Regions from separate parts of the Sus scrofa genome. Here region 2 is linked to region 1. Evidence: chromatin contacts called from public Hi-C data. All regions are on one chromosome and are shown on one strand. Each heading gives the region's core, a stretch centred on a gene start, on an enhancer-like site or on the middle of the called end of the contact. The rest is flanking DNA. Distances are from core to core; before and after follow the strand shown. Region 1 overlaps ITPK1 (inositol-tetrakisphosphate 1-kinase). Region 2 has its middle 12 kb from the start of ITPK1.

Region 1 (3,088 bases), core at 499-2,998:
AAGAGCCCTGTGAATGTGGAGAGGTTATTTAACCTGCCGAGCAGAGCCCCCTGGGGAAGGTGGGGGCGGCTGCCCACCCCCGCAAGGCTGCTCTGGGCTGTGGGGCACCTAGGATGGAGCCTGACACACAGCGGCGTCAGTGGACAGCAGCCCCGAGCCCGTCACACATGTGAAGCACCACAGCAGCTGCAGAAGCACCTGCAAGCTTTTAACAGGTACGTACTGGCTTCACATGGACAAGGAGAGAAAAAGGAACACTGAGGCGGTGCCGTCTCACGCTCCTTTTTTAAAAAAATCAGGAAAAAGGCAGATCATCAAGCAGGTCTTCAAATTCCTCACGACCAGGGTTTGAACACCTTCCATCTGGAGTAGCCTAGCGGTGGGCGGCGGGGCAGGGACGGGCCAGCGGCACCAAGCGAGCAAGGAGGAGGGGGTTCCTGGAACCTCCCTGGGCCCCGACCTGGGGCGAAGGTCCTCCCACCTTGCACCACGGGACAGCCAGCTCGGCGGGAGGGACATACCGCGGTCAGGACCGACGACGACTCTGGCTTCGACACGTTGTGGCTGTTGAAGAAGATGGACTCACGGTCTGGAAGAGCACAGACAGGGAGAAGGAGCCCGAGTTAGAAGCTCGAGGCAGGGATGGCAATTCCACCCCCCGACACCAGGGGACAGCACCACCCCAGCCACGGCCACGGCGGCCTTTGGGCTCAGGGTCCAGCAGCAGCCGCCTGGGACCCCAGCAGGCCAGGCACCTCCACCCCAAGGAGACAGGACGCCGTCGCTGGACGCGTGCCCAGTTGGGGCTCCTGCCTCGCTTTTCCCGCCCGTGTAAATGAGTGGCTTGATGCGCCCAGCTCGGCCTCTGCTGCCGGCAGCGTCATCTCTGGGGTCCCCAGAACCGAAGGCCTCCTTCTCAGGGCGCATCAGAGGGTCTATGGACGTGACACCAGAAAAGGGGCTGAGGGGGTGGGAACTGCTGCGTAGGCGCGTATCAAAGGCCAGAGCAAAAGAGGTCCGCCCCGCCACTAATCCAGCATTCCCAACCCCTCCTGGTTCTGCCCACGGACGCCTTCGGGGTGGCACGTGAGTATTTTAAATACAAAGGGTTCTGCTGTTTCCCAACGATTTAGGGAAAAAACAGGAAATGAGAACGTGGGCTTCAGCAGGATTCATCCAAGAAAGGGTACGGAATAATCTGTCTGACTTGGGAAACTGGCACAGCCCCTTGAAACACCCTCCACCTCTTCCCACCCTGACTCCACTGCACCCCAGGCCCCCTCAGTCCCACGGGGGCACCCGGAGAGGCAGACCGGTCCCAAGATTATTGCGAGTGATGAGGAGTTGGTTTGTTTATTCATCCCCTGAGAGTAAAGGCAGGTCGGTCGGTCAGGAGCACGTTCTCCAGCGCGTGGACGTGTGGGCACACAAAGGCCGGAGTCACGAACCACGAGCCTCGGGGCTGAGATCTGGTGAAGGCGAGCATCACTCTCTGCCTCCCGCCCCCCCCCACCCCCAGGAATGGCACAGGGCACGAGCCCCCCAGGCTACAGTGCTCATCTCGGGGCCCTGGCCCCTAAACACAGGACAGGAAGGGCCCTGGCTGAGCGCCGCCGCCGCCGTGTGCCAGGGGCCAGGCCAAGGGGCACCTGCTCTGGCTGCCAATGCCCCCACCAGCTCTAGGATTATGGCGCCGCAACAATCATGCATGAGGAAGTGATTCGGGCGGAGGCCAAGCAGGCAGGCGCTGAGATGTACCTGGCGTCCTTCCCGCTAGCGGGGCACGCAGGCCCCTTGCCGCCCCGGTGTGCCCGACAGTCCTGCCGCTCCGACCAGAGCCAGTCCAGGCGGGGGGCACGAGAGACGGTCCTGGGGAGGAGCCTGGGGAAAATAAACACCCTGCAGGACGTGCGACAAGCAGCCCCTCCGATCTCTACTCCTGGGCAGACAGCCAAGAAGAGTGAGTCTTGCGACGGGGGGAGGCAGTGCCCCACAGGCCAGAGGCCGGAGCAGGGCTTGAGCAGCCGGGATGGGCGTCCTGGCTTTTGCAGGCACTGCCCACCTTCTTGCCCTGCAGCCTGGCCTGGTCCAGCCCCACTGAGCTCAGGGCACCTCCCATCCACCCTGTGGGTCCCCAAGGACAATGGCCAGGGTGGCAGAGCAGACTTGGGGAGAGGAAGGCCACCAGAACTGGCGGACACAGCCAAGCTCGGGGAGGCTGGGAAGCCTGCAAGAGCCCCAGGGAACACCATGGGTGCACAGCTCTGCCAGGAAGGGAAGGAACTGGGTGCTCAGAGGGGTGTCCCAGAGCCACTGAACTGCACAGACCGTGTCACCCAGCAGCTCTTCATGGCAATATCAAAAGAGCAGGCCACGTCAAAGGGGACTTGTCAGGACTAATGCTGACCTCGGCATTCTGGCCAGAGGACTGTTCAGCAGGCCTGGGGAGCTGCCCTTTGCTCAGACCCTCCTGGGGTGCAGAGAGAGCAGGGATGGAGGGTGTGGGAACGGCTTCCTGCCACCTGCTGAACCAGGAGACCATGAGACACCAAGACAGGACAGAAAGGGCCAGAGCGTCCCTTGGCACCAGCTCTGGGGGAGCTTCAAGACACCCACCAGCCCCCTAAAGATAAACCTGGCGAGGCTGTGCGCCTTGACCACAGGTGCACCCTGGATACGGGGGCCCGTCTAGTCTCTGTCCCCAGACAGTCCCGGGGGAAGAACCACCAAGAGTGCACTGCAGGAGGGGAGGGCAGCAAGGGAACAGGGTGCTTTCGCCCCCAGTTTACAGGTGAGAGAAAGTGGCTCAAAAGAAGGGTAAATGGCAAGTTTAGTCCCCGCGTATCCCCGAGAGCCGGTGCTGCAGCTGTGAGCTGTGGCCACTTTCCTGAGCTTTGTTGGCTTCATCCCGTGTCTCTCCCTGTGTCAGGGCGTTACAGACGGGGGCCCGGGTCTCCCTCCAGACCCCCTGCAAACATCAGCTCCCCAGGGGGACCAGCCCTGGTCACCCTGCCCGAGTGGCCCCCTCACCCAGCAGGGGTGTCCCAGGACCCACGGCTTCCTCTGGGGCCCCCCATCTGCACCAGAA
Region 2 (3,233 bases), core at 626-3,125, 160 kb after region 1:
GCGAGAGGTCTGGGACAGGAGCCCCCCCCACCAGACCTCCAGAAAGAAGTGAAACCCTACTCAACCAGGACTTGAACCCCCTCTCTTTTTTTTCTTTTTCTTTTTAGGGCCGCACCCATGGCATATGGAGGTTCCCAGACTAGGGGTCAAATGGGGGCTGCAGCTGCCGGCCTACCCACAGCCACAGCAATGCCAGATCTGAGCTGTGTCTGCAACCTACAACACAGCTCACAGCAATGCTGGATCCTTAACCCACTGAGTGAGGCCGGGGATCGAACCTGCATCCTCATGGATACTACTTGGGTTCATTAACCACTGAGCCACGACGGGAACTCCCCACTCTCTTTTAATGAAAATCACATACCTGGTCTCAGGACTTACTGAAGTTCAGGTTCTTTATGCCTCAGCACAGAAGGAACGCAGCGAGAGGCAAAGTGGTAGGTAAGAAGTAGATTTATTGAGAGAGATAGACAGCGTGCGCTGTCTCAGAAGACAAAAGCCTGGAAGATACACATTCCGTAGACAGAATGCGGTGGGTCTCAAAAGGCAAGAAATATGAGGTGGTGAGTTTTTGTGAACTGGCTAATTTCATAGGTTAATGAGTGGGAGGATTATTCCAACTATTTTGGGGAAGGGGCAAAGGGTTTCTGGGAATTGGGCCGCTGCCCACTTTTTTTTTTTTTTTTTTTTTTTTTTTTTTTGCTTTTTAGGGCTGCACCCGAGGCATATGGAGGTTCCCAGGCTAGAGGTCTAATCATAGCTGTAGCCGTCGGCCTACACCACAGCCACAGCAATGCCAGATCCGAGCCACATCTGCAACCTACACCACAGCTCAGGGCAACGCTGGATCCTTAACCCACTGAGTGAGGCCAGGGATTGAACCCACATCCTCATGAATACTAATCTGGTTTGTTATCACTGAGCAACAGGGGAACTCCCCACCGCCCACTTTTTGCCTTTTTATGGTCGGCCTCGGAAGGGTCCTGGCACCTGGGGGCGTGTCATTTCGAATGGGAATGTATTACAATGAGTGTATAATGAAGCTCAAGGTCCCTGGAAGTCAAATCATTCGCCATCTTGGACCTCGTTGGTTCTAATCAGCTTTTGTCATGTCCTCAAGGGCTAGGTCATTTGTTAAAAGGTCATGCCCTGCCCCCTGCCCTCCTGTTATGGAAGGAAAGATTCAGAGGAACAAGGTGGCACACGGAGTTTTGCAGTAATGTGCGCCCTTTGTACAGGCCAACCCACCGAGGCAGCGGGAGAAAGCCAGCAGCACCCAGCTCTGCCTGTGGCCTGAGCGGGACCAAGTTCCAAGGACTGCGAAGCCAGAGTCTCCTTGGGCCGTGCCAGCTCTCTGCTCACACCCTTACATTCATGCCCAAGCAGAAGTGGTGAAAAAAACAGTGACCAGGCCTGTGCCTGGGGATTTGTCTCCATGATAACCCCCTTCTGTGACAGCTGTTCTCCTTCCAAGGCCTGGGAAATGTCCTTTTCAAAGCCATCAATTCCCTCCATGCCAAACATTTAGCGACATTCCTTTAGTCCTCTGTGGCATGTAGACAACACAGCCATAGACTAACTATATTAAGAAATGCCATCCGCAGCCCACCCCTGGCAGCCCCATGAGCCCCAGTGACGTTCGCCCTCTGGGGTCATGGGGAAAGAGGCCCCTGGTGGCCTCTCGGGTCCTAAATTGCTTTTCCTGGCACAGTCCCACCCTCCGAGCCCAGCCAGACAGAGGACGGCAAAGGGACCTCACTTTACGAGAACTCGAGATTTAAAAAGGAAAAAAAGAAATAAGCTCACAACACATGGGCCTCAGAAGTGACTGCTTTCCCAGCCCCACCTTGGGCCTGGAACGCGACGTCATTCCATCGACAGCAGCATGTGTCAAGCCCCACGCTCAAGCCCATGTCAATGGCAGAAAGGGAAGCATACATGCCCAGCACGAGCTGTGGGCTGCTTTGGCTGGAAGGAGCACACGACCCCTTGGAATCTTGTTCAAGCGCCTGTTCTGATTCAGGGGGCCTATGACTGGGCCTGGCACACTGCATTCTGCCGGGAATGCAGATGCTGGTGGTCTGTGGGCCACTGTCAGCAGCAAGTCATTAGAAACTGTAATAAAAACGGAGTTCCTATCATGGCGCAGAGGAAACAAATCTGAGTAGGAACCATGAGGCCTTGCTCAGTGGGTTAAGGATCCAGCGTTGCGGTGAGCTGTGGTCTAGGTCACAGACACAGCTTGGACCTGGCATTGCTATGGCTGTGATGCAACAGCTCTGATGAGACCCCTAGTCTGGAAACCTCTACATGCTGCAGGTGCGATACTAAAAAAACAAGAGACAAAAAAAAAGGAGTTTCCGTCGTGGCGCAGTGGTTAACCAATCTGACTAGGAACCATGAGGTTGCAGGTTCGATCCCTGGCCTTGCTCAGTGGGTTAAGGATCCAGTGTTGCCGTGAGCTGTGGTGTAGGTCGCAGACACAGCTCGAATCCCGCGTTGCTGTGGCTCTGGCGTAGGCTGGTAGCTACACAGCTCTGATTAGACCCCTAGTCTGGGAACCTCCATATTCCGTGGGAGCGGCCCAAGAAATGGCAAAAAGACAAAAAAAAAAAGAAAAGAAAAGAAAAGAAAAAAGAGCAGACCCTAATAAAACACAAAACCAGTGGTTCCCTAGCTGCACAATGGAATCCCTGCAAAACTTTTAAAAACAAGTACCTCGGAGTTCCCATTGTGGCACAGCAGAAATGAATCTGACTAGTAACCATGAGGTTGAGGGTTTGATCCCTGGCCTCACTCAGTGGGTTAAGAATCCAGTGATGGGTGAGCTGTGGTGTAGGTTGCAGACCCCACTCGGATCTGATGTTGCTGTAGTGTAGGCTGGCAGCTGCAGCTCTGATTCAACCCCTAGCCTGGGAACATCCATATGCCACAGGGGCGGCCCTACAAAGCAAAAAAATAAATAAATAAAATAAAAAATGAAAGTACCTCTGGGAGTTCCCTTCATGACTCAGCAGAAACCAACCTGACTAGTAACCATGAGGATGCAGGTTTGATGCCTGGCCTCGCTCAGTGGGTTAAGGATCCGGCGTTGCTGTGAGCTGTGGTGTAGGTTGCAGACAAGACTTGGCTCTGGCATTGCTATGGCTGTGGTGTAGGCTGGTGGCTAGCTCTGATTTGACCCCTAACCTGGAAACTTCCATATGCCAAAATGCAGCCCTAAAAACCAAACC

What was found. Hi-C and Micro-C count contacts between places; a contact is called where the count stands out from the background.
Region 2: a contact with region 1 is called in a Hi-C map of embryonic fibroblasts, with 2.1 times the contacts expected there. The contact joins two enhancer-like sites. A contact is called at or near these places in 8 of 47 Hi-C or Micro-C datasets (brain, embryonic fibroblasts, fetal heart ventricle and 3 more).

Annotation. Positions count from the first base shown.
Region 1 is chr7:114,372,108-114,375,195 of Sscrofa11.1, forward strand. ITPK1 (inositol-tetrakisphosphate 1-kinase) reads right to left here. Exons shown (of 10, transcript NM_001143692.2): 8 at 522-589. Among named protein-coding and RNA genes, the nearest start is that of CHGA, 28 kb to the left of the region's middle. Within about 2 kb of position 1,749, at least 17 of the 83 cell types and tissues checked have an H3K27ac peak or open chromatin away from gene starts, as enhancers often do.
Region 2 is chr7:114,530,441-114,533,673 of Sscrofa11.1, forward strand. No RefSeq gene overlaps it. Among named protein-coding and RNA genes, the nearest start is that of ITPK1, 12 kb to the left of the region's middle. Within about 2 kb of position 1,876, at least 3 of the 83 cell types and tissues checked have an H3K27ac peak or open chromatin away from gene starts, as enhancers often do.